2 separate regions of the Bombyx mori genome follow, and region 2 is linked to region 1. The links are chromatin contacts, called in public Hi-C maps. All regions are on one chromosome and are shown on one strand. The core of a region is the stretch at or near the end of the contact, and the rest is flanking DNA. Distances in the headings are between cores, read along the strand shown.

Region 1 (5,429 bases), core at 1,196-3,695:
TTGTAGGTTTAATAGCCGGATGTGAACTGTCGGTAACCAGAGCAATAATAGTGATAGATACAATAAAATTATTGTTTCGTTTGTATCTAAATAAAGCAAGTAATAAATTAGTGTTGGTAACGTTCCGATGGTTCGACCTTGATTGAAGGCTCATTAGTCGTGCAGTCAAGACGAGCCAGACTACGCATTGAACCGGTCCCGTTCGTGAGCTGTCATGATTTATGCTTTTGCCTTTACAAAGAACTTGTTTTTTTACTAGACCGGTTTCGCCCGGTCGTTTGGTTTTTGTTGCGCTACCTGGATGCCGGGGGAAAAAATATAGTGTCAGCTTTTTTCGTCGTAATAATAATACAGTGGATTCCTTTTGTAGCGCACGCGGACGTGGGCACTGCTAGGAACGTGATGTGATGGCGCTGTGGCTTCATTATATTAATGGACTCGACCGGATGAATACAAAGACGGAGCCTTTAAACTTTATCGCGTGTAGAATATACGTGTTCCCGGTATACGTGGCGTGAAATTAAGATTTATGAATATGACAGCAATCGCGGTTAACGTTCATTTAAATTATGTAGGAGAACCAAATACATAACACACTAATCTGTGTTACTATGGTATCTCAATTGTAGTCTCTACATTATGTTATCGCGCCTGCTCCAATAATATTTACTCTAACAGCAAAACCTACATATTACATATGCATAAAATGTGTCGACACAATCGCTAAATTGTAACATGTTTAATTTAAGCTGCTATTTACAAGATAAATAAATGTAGGCTAACAACGTTTATTCGTTTATTTATACGAAACTACTCTTGTTTGCCTCAATTATCCTGTAGTGTTAATTAGTGCGTATAAGTCAAACAGCTAAACTACGAACTGATCGACGACCTCTATTCGACATTGAAAACGCGAGGCGACCCGGCCTCTTCACTTCCATTCGTTTTTGTTGCACATTTTTTGTTGCTCCGCGCCGTATTTATCAGCCGCCATTTTATGTACCACCTGCCGCGGTCGTTACCCATTTATAAAAACTCCCCTCTTTTAACAAAAGAGGTTCCCGAAATTATTCTTACTTATAATTACGACTCCGAAGCGTTTACATTTTTTTTACTAACAAAAAAAATCTCCCTTTAAATTCTTTCGAAACAGCATTTCTTAATAGTCGCATAGGACCCGTTTTTAGACAGCAAAAAATGTAAACAATTCTGGTTTTTGTAAGGTTTTCGGAATACGTATAACTTTTATTAATAATAACTGCGACGTGTGGTTGCAAGAATTATGGCACCTTAAAAAAATATGTGCTCATCGTTAATCACGCTAACTTCGTTAATAGGTACAGTAATTAAAACATATCTAATAAAAAGTATTATAAATCGATTAAAAATTCGTTACACGGAAATTAACGAACTAAGACTTGGACTGATAATATTAATGATCAATCCCAAGAATAAAAAGATAAAATAATTATCATTTCGAAAAACTGCTAATCGCTTTCATTATGAACACCAATCAAAAAAATTAAAAAGAAAAAACTTCCTCAATGAAGCCAAACATTACCGAAGACAGTTGTCAAAGAAGTTTTGAGTAGATATAAATTCCAGTTTAGTTCGATATTGCTCAAAGTTGGTCTTATAAAGTTAAACAAACTTCTTTTCAAAGAAACGGAGAAACTTTTAATTCTCTTTCTGCGGATTCTAATAAGCGTGGGGTAGAACTTTGTTCCCTGTTCTATATTAGTTGTTAGAGCTGTCGGGTCAAACAATAAATCATTAAATTATTATTATTTGAAGCGTTGTACCAAAAATTTAGTTGTATTATTTGAGCTTGTTTATAATACAGGTTTTAAGGTCGACACTTCATTACATTATTAATTTGTGAGATCAAAATTTATGATTACACCACATTTAATTTAACTAATAATCATAGATCGTGTCTTTTCCGTCGAAAACATTTGAAGTTCTTTGGTATTAAATGTGATGAACAAAAAGGGGTGAAAAAAATAATATGTTATTTATGGTGGTATGTGATAGGTTACTACAACACCCAATTAAATTCGGGACTACTAAAATTATCTAACTATGTCTGTCTCAATAATAGATATATTGAGACTTAGTCTTATTTAGTCTCTTTAGTACCTATCTTCGTAACCTGTTAAATTCCAGAATCAAAAGAACCGATTTAGGTCGATATATAGGTCACTGTATTTCCGTAACTACTCTATTTTCTGTCACAAGATATGTAAACAGGCAATGTCGTAATAGGATTGAAATAACTGGCAATCACCCATCGGTATTATATCGTAAAACCCCAAACGTAATAATGTAACATTTCTCAGAAACAATAACCTCGAAAGCAATTGTAATGTAACATAAAACTCGACTACCGTCATTGATGTTGAACACACATCGTGATGTTTACAAACACAGATAGAATGAGCTCTCGCATTCCATTAATGTGAAGTACACATCTCCACGCGGCGTGACCGGGGTCGTCGCCGGTGTCAGATCAGATGGCCGACTTCCACTAAATGAGCCCAGTTTGTAAGATAAGTCTTGTTATATTTTGAGTTGGCATCCGACCTTTAATTTATCACGAATTCAGAGATATAATCCGCGGACAGCTGGCTCCGTTGTTTTAAAAGTAAGCGATCACATTGCCTGCCTCACATATGAATAGACTCATTATGCGCGGGGTTATTTTTAATGTCTTTTGATTTTGTGACTTAAAAATACCTACGCGGAATAATTAAGAGGAAACTATTGAGTATTACTGCACGTCATTTTATGGCTTCGTTATTAATTTGTTCATATATTAACTTTTAATCGATCAACAGTTACTGGAAGAGCTTGCGATGAGTTTACACGTATGATTTGAAGGATGGGATAGCCGTTATACCTGCTATAAATCAAACAATAATATAACAAGACGGTATTCACGTAGTCACAGAGAGTCGCAGAGAGTAAAATATTTAATAGCTGTTAATGAATTCTATTCCCAAGTGTCAAAGATCAATTCAAGATAATTAATTGTAAAAGAACTAATTATCTTCTAGTCATTACCAGAACAAGTTTATTTCGCAGTAAATGATTAAAATATGTTGAGCAGGTTATTTATTAATTCAATAAAATATGGGTTGGTCAGAAATTTGAGCTATGTATAAGCTCTGTTGCTGTTATCATCAGTGCTGTTAATTATGTTTTTTGCGGATGCAGTTACATAAACATGTATGTACGTGTTCTATCTTGCTAATCAATATCAATATGGCTACAGTTACGACTCGGCTAGCGTACTATAAAAACACTAATAAAAATAAACACTGACAAAGATTGTTAACTCCGATACTTCAAAGATTTTACGGTGAAACTTTTATAGTACAAATTAAAATGCAAAGTGGTGAAAGCTTTTTGTTTGTTATGCCTCCTACGGCTTAAGGCTAAATAAATTATGAGTATCAATTTGAATGTCGGTATTCGTTATATATTTATTACTTGGTTAAATGGTATCCAAATTATTATTATTATCGAATGCTTTAATATTATACAATTAAACTTGAATACACTATTTCAAAACCTAAAGGGAATATTTTTTTAGCCATGACCGCTCCCCTTCTGTCGGCCATTATGTTCGGCTATTTTCGAAAGCAAAAATAAAAGAAAAGAAATCGCAACTTTAATACATGACCTGTATTTGTTTATCGGTAACGAAATACTCACACGATGCTTACGAAATTAAATTAATTCATACCAGTATTAAATAGGATAAAAATAACAGATAATAATTGTAACAGTAATAATGATCATAATGTTTTTAATGTTATAAAATATTATTTTAAACGTAATTGAATTGTATTGAGGTCATATTATTGTAAAGTTGGTTAGACGTTAAAGCCAATAGAAGTACTTATGCACATATAAATTGTTATACCCTATATGTGTTCGAAAGCCAAAGATTTAATGACATTAACACGTTTATTTCCATGATAATCAAATTGAGCGAAAAACGCAAGAATTCAGATAGTGGCGTTGGACGCTGGACGAAGATTTATCTATTGTTATCACGAACGTTCGCGGGGCCTTTAATAATTCCGTGGACAGGTCAACCTTGACACCAATCATCCAATGTTTACGTTTCATTAAAAGCTTTATGTTTCTTACCAATTTATTCTTGTTTATTGTTTCAGGTAAACAGTTCTGCTCACAACCATACATCTTTCCGCGAGTACGGTAAAGTTTCTTCACAAACGCTGAGTTATTTTGAGACTTTGATTTATAATATCCGCTTTTGAATTCTTACGGGGAATAGGTTATTTTGTTGCATCAACACGTGTATCATGCGCGCCGGGATTATTATTAAAAGTCATGTTGAATAGGCTCATCGTCTTCGGTATTCAAATATGTAGATATTATATTTTATATCTATTCTGTTAACACAACAAACGTTAGATAAATATTATGAATAAATTATATTTAAATAAGAATGTTTGTAGCAGTCGTAACCTTCAGACTATCTACATATAATTACTTACAAACATTATCTCACTATCTATTTGAATGCTCATGTGTTATTGTAAACAAGTTCATGAATAAGTTTTTTACTATATGACATTATCTTTAGGAATAAAAATAATTGATCCGATCTCTTGCTTACAATGTAACGTCAAGCTTATAATTTTTTTTTTTTTTTTTATTGCTTATATGTATGGACGAGCTCACAGCCCACCTGATGTTAAGTGGTTACTGGAGCCCATAGACATCTACAACGTAAATGCGCCACACACCTTGAGATATAGTTCTAAGGTCTCAGTATAGTCACAACGGCTGCCCCACCCTTCAAACCGAAACGCATTACTGCTTCACGGCAGAAATAGGCGGGGCGGTGGTACCTACCCGTGCGGACTCACAAGAGGTCCTACCACCAGTAATTACGCAAATTATAATTTTGCGGGTTTCATTTTTATTATACGATTAGTTAATATGATATACTCGTAAATCATTACTTCCATCATAATCATCCCATGAAGTTGGATGCTATCCCGCCCGGGTTGACTGATTTTCTGTGATGTCATAAATAATCCAGTTCTGGTTTGAACGTAGGATAATCATTATTTTAATGCAATTGACCTTGTGGTCTGTAGAAAATGTTTATTTATTTTCGTTGATTATACTTCGTAACCTTGAATTTTAATCTTATTGTAGTAACAATGTAACATATGTGGTTCCCCAATTACAAATTGTAAAAAACAGCGTTCAAATTCCACAAGTTAATTCACATTCAACTCTGATAAATGGTGTTTAGTCGAACGTGTGCGAACAGCGAGATCGGCAGAAGCCACGATGAGAATGAATTTCCCATGAGGTTTGTTCTATGTACAGAAACGTACCGTGGTTACTGACCTGATTACACTTACGACTCGTGATCGTCCATT
Region 2 (5,290 bases), core at 917-3,416, 44 kb after region 1:
AAAACGTTTTAATAACATTCTCTTTACGTTTTATTAAGCGTAGCGTTCGTATAGATTAAATTCGCAGTATAACGATATATAAAGTTACTCTATATCATAAACTATTACGACTGTGTAACTCTCAATGGATTTCTGTCATCATCTATAACCTGTATGAACTCCGCTCGTTAAAATATGTGGGTAAGTAAGTACATACATTTTTCGGATAGCATGTCAAGAAATTGGACGTATTCCAAATCGTCGAGCTATTGTAAAACATTCTCTATATGTTACGGTTTGCTGGTTTGTATTTGTTTACATTTCAATGTATTCCATTCATTTCATCATTTTCATTTATTTTATCATTGGTTAAAAAAAAACAAATCACCACCTTAAATTATGTTCTTGAGTGCCAACGCTTGAGTTTTTTTTAAGAGATCTTACAATTTACCTATTATTAAATAGCCTTGGATATATCATATAATATGTTCAACAGATTTATAACCAAAACAACTCGCACAAGTTTTTACGGCAAGTCAAACCAGCTAAGACACTAATAGATCTTGTTACATGGAAAAACGGAAATACCAATTCTGTTTCCATGAAATAAATTAATATATTGTAACATTATTATGTTCTAGTAATAAAACTCTTTCGAAGTTCTCCGTCTCGTTACGTAGGCGGCACGATTTCATTAAACTCACGACTTTAATATGATAAATGAATATTTTAACATAATTTAAGAAATTAAATTTGAGCCTTTGATTTCGGGATGTTAAAGTAATAATATCTAGTTTTCCTGCTACATTATTTTTTAATGCTGTAGTTGGGTAGAAGAGTTCACCGCCTCTGTAGAACGAGATATCCATAGAACTGCTAAGAAATCAATGACACCATAATAGTAAAAATAATAAATTTATAAATTGCTGAACTTCACAAATCATGTTTCGTGAATTGCTATACATAAAAAAATAACCCGGTTGATACATGACCGCTCCCCAAATGCATTGTGTGAATAATTTGAGATCTTCACCGGTTCATCCCATGCGTGCAGGGCTTTACATCAGGTGCGCTCTTTGTGTGCGACTAGGGAATAGGAGCCTCCCCAAAATTATGCCCCGCCGTCTTGCTTCACCCCCGCGTTGCCCTTCACTTGTTGCTAGTGTTGCTACGATCACGATCCGCTACGTCGCTGTCGCGAGACTGCCGCGGCGGAGCTCCCCCGCCCCCTTTTCCTGCAAACTCCACTTCCCCCGGTCCCCGCGTTCAGTTCTTTGTGCGCTACGGAGGCTCTAGTACGTCTGCAAGGCACGACTAAAATTTTCAGTCGTGATAGTGTAGCTTAACAGAGTGCTGACTGACTACGTTGTGTGTGTGAGTGCAGGTGAACGTATTTTACAATTTCCTGGCCGCATTCAAGGACACCTCAGGATAATATCAGGATTCATTAAAACTTCGCCGTAATATTATTGTGAATATCTGTGATACTAACTTTCGTTTAGTTTAAAAGGAAGTTTTAGATTTAATTTAACGGAAGATTAATTTGTGTTCGTGTTATTGAAAAGAGTGAAGCTGTATAATATTTCAAAATTACTTGGATTCTGGAACTATTTTCCACACTGTAAGTACTAAGGAATCATAGTAGTTATATTTGTCGTTTAATAAATAATTTCACACCTCGTCGCGAATGATGCCTCTCGTCTTTGAAGTAATCGATAAATTTAACATGTGATGTGGCACGTCATAATATATGTTGAACACATTTGAACTGGTAATCGCTTACGTTGTTATTAAATAAGGCAGTAGCTCATTACCTGCAATTTGAAATCGTTTCTAAGTTTTCGTTCATTAAACAAGCAGTTCTCATGGAAAACCGAAGTAATACTCCAAAGTCATGAACTAGTCATTAAATTGATCCAAACTGGTTTTAGAGGAAAAAAATTCCGATTTTGAAAAATCTCGTAACATATCAGTCATATCGATTAGCCTCTATTTATAGCGCCATTAATAGCTACTCACCTTCCGTGATTCCGCTTAAATCGTTATGGCTAACGATCGTGCTGCTGTCGATTAACTCAAAACTGTTAATTACAAGTACCTATTAGTATATTAATATAACCGATTAACGACAGCTCAACGTATCGCGTACAATAAATAATGCGTTACTTATCATGTTATTACACTAGTCGTGTATCGAATGACCTTTAGTATCGGTATGCGATATCAAGCAACGTTTTCCGAGCGTGCATTGTTAGCGTAAACAGCAATTCGTTATCGATTCGAGAGCTTTATCGCTCTATTGTTTGTTGAAACTCGGAATGACCCTTCGTGCTTGTTCCACCTAATTCCTGTTATCTAATTCCTTTGTCTTACATTACGATCGTTATTCGAACATTTCTAGCACTACTTTCTTTACTGATCATGCATAATTGACATTTCATTTGTGCAAAATAGATATTTTAAAATTGCAACAAAACAAATTCCTTGAATACTTGTCTCCAGTTAAAATACTTGGTGTCTGAATTTACACGTTATCACTGCACGTCGTGAGATGGTAAGCAGAGATTGCAGTCTGCTCTGCTCCGTGCTCTTTGGATAGCGCATTGCGCAATTTACAACACGAGTCAAGCAGTCGTGATAGATACTGAGCTACACTGTATCTTCAAGGTGGTATTGCAGGCCAAGTCACGATAACCGATGCGCCAAGAACGTTTTGTAATCTATACGAGCGATCACAACAATACAACGAAACGGGCGAACCGAGTTTCCGTATATTAAGCAAACGCTTTGACATTTAAAAACTGAGAATAAAATTATACAATTACTATAGAAAGTGAATTCAGAAAGTACTTGACCACGTAGGTACATAATTATCATAATTATGTTATTCACTTAACATTCCACTAAAAAAGTGTAATTGCAGTGCGAAGGGGGACAGGGAAAGCTTTGTCACGAGTAAATGTATTAACGGTTATTGTCCGAGTGGAAGTGTTTCATTACACGGTCGGTGAGTTGGAATCGATACGCTTCGTAGGTTTTAACGAGATGGCTTCGACTTCACGAACGCGCTTCGAAACATCGCATCGTTATAAATTTTGACTCGTGGCTTAACGTTTAAACGTAACATAGCATACTGCGATGGTTACGCTGAAATTTAGCAGAAGCACGTAACATAAACCGTGCTCTCGATTTATAATCGTTTATCTTTTCAAAGAAGTAGGTATTAAATAAATCAAAAATTTCAATACTCTTCAGTTCGTGTTTCAAATAGAAAGGCCCGATGATTGATCGCCGCCAGTCATGCGGTCGGTTTCATAGAACTCGTCACAAATAGTTATGACGGTTTTGACCTCTTATCCTCATCAATACTTTACTATAATGGAAAATAGAACTCAATACGATTGTTTATTAGAATTGCACATAAATTGACGCATGCTATTTACGCAGCTGTGTGGTGGGTTTACCTATACTCGAAAGATCGGTAAAAACAAAATGTCATACGTAAAGTGGTATGTTAAAATGAATAATTCAAAACTGCGCGTGTCTCCGAAAGCACAAAGAGTGCCTACCTACCTATTATATTTGCACAGTTTGAAGGCTCGAATTTCACAGAACTATTTGCGTCGCCTTACATAACCCACTTAATACGGATCCACCTTTTCGACTGTTATAATTTAGGATATGTTATTTTATTATACGTACGATGTGAAATTTTGTTGTTTGGTTTTTCTTAAACGTTTTTGTATAGTCTGTGAAGTATTCGGAACACGTCGAATTTTATTTTTGTGCACAAATTCTATGTGCTGAATAGGCTTACGGGCTCCGTCTGAGCGTTTGTCTTGTCAATCACTTTGCCGTAAGGAGTCTGCGTTTCCCCGCCGAGTTATTTGTTACTCTATTGTCCTCAGCTTTTGATCATGGTCGCATTGTTTCACAACTTGTTTATTCAATAGTTTTGTTTATTCAAGTCATGTCTATTCTACTTTTCATCGATTCTTTTATTTCGTAAACACAACGTTTTTCATTTCTTGTTACTGAACATTGTTTATCAACTGTTTATCCGCTACCTATCTATCGAGATTGTGCAACGCACGTATCCATATGCCCACTCAAGTTTGTATCATATTACGTCATACCATTTGTATTCTGATTAGATTAGCGTTTATTTTTGAAAGTATTTATAATATTACTCTATATTTGCATATTAATATTATATGTAGGTACACATACTGTATCTGTCACCTCAAGGTCTTGGTTTTTCAATGTTATTTTTTTTAATTATTTGACATCAAAGACCCGAGCTGGTAAAAGAATACGAGTGATTATACCACAGGTAATGTATAATATAATTCTTGGGATTTCTTTAAACCGGTTTTAACGAGTTAATTAGTAGCTTAAAGTTAAATGGCTTCCTCGACGCTTGCCTCAACGATAACTTCGCGGTAGACTATTAAAAATGTTTTTTAAATCATTAAATATTTACAGTGCTTAAATTAATACTGGAAGATTCTTTACGCGATTACGAAGACGGAGACCTCGTCATGTAGGGCATCTCATTTAAATTCCTGATTAATATACAAATAAAAACCGCATAGAATTTCAAACTATTTTATTTTCAGTCAGATATTTTTTGTGGTCAACACACACACGCACACACAGGCATAAATATATATGTTCATATACAGAGGTAACGTAACAATTCGTTATTTTTAAAATTTCGGTCATCCCATTTCAGTAAATTATTTTATAGGTGATTAGAAAACCTGTCAATGTTATCTAACTGTCTGTGTAGGTACGTATTTCGCAAATTTTATGAGGCGCGTCTTTGTCACATTGCCCTCGTTCTGGTGAAGCGCCAAATGTCCGATGATCGCTGAGCGTTTGGCGCTGGGCGTATTGGCTACGATCCAGCCGTCATTCGCGTGTGGCTTGATGGGAGTGCCAACATGCTTGGCTGCCCACGTAAACATAATCTCACGTATCTTATCTTCCTGTTCCGGTTTACATATTCTACTTTTAACATATCTAACATATCTTTTTATATTTGACCAACAGCAACAAACATTGTTTATTCTTAAAAAATATTTTCGATTCGAACGTTCTACTAGATAATTTGGAACCGTGACAATAAAATTGTTATGTTTGTCGATGACTTATTTTTGTTAGAGGCAATATAAGTATAAAGTATAAAAATAATTGTAATTTTTTACAAGTTCCCCGCGTGGGTGTTGCGTGAATGAGCCCGTTTTGGCTTCATCCCAAACATGCTGATGTTTCTTCGCTCGTTGTTGACGTCAGTCGCTTGAAAATA

Evidence for each region. A called contact is a pair of places that touch in the nucleus more often than the background predicts.
Region 2: a Hi-C map of whole pupa shows a contact between it and region 1, with 1.8 times the contacts expected there. The contact joins two enhancer-like sites. A contact is called at or near these places in 2 of 7 Hi-C or Micro-C datasets (both in whole pupa).

Annotation. Positions count from the first base shown.
Region 1 is chr23:11,163,761-11,169,189 of ASM3026992v2, forward strand. All of the region lies in intron 7 of LOC101737516 (lysine-specific demethylase 3A), which reads left to right. Among protein-coding and RNA genes, the nearest start is that of LOC692945, 66 kb to the right of the region's middle. Within about 2 kb of position 2,446, at least 6 of the 8 cell types and tissues checked have open chromatin away from gene starts, as enhancers often do.
Region 2 is chr23:11,207,850-11,213,139 of ASM3026992v2, forward strand. The region is part of intron 8 of LOC101737516 (lysine-specific demethylase 3A); the gene reads left to right. Among protein-coding and RNA genes, the nearest start is that of LOC692945, 22 kb to the right of the region's middle. Within about 2 kb of position 2,167, at least 4 of the 8 cell types and tissues checked have open chromatin away from gene starts, as enhancers often do.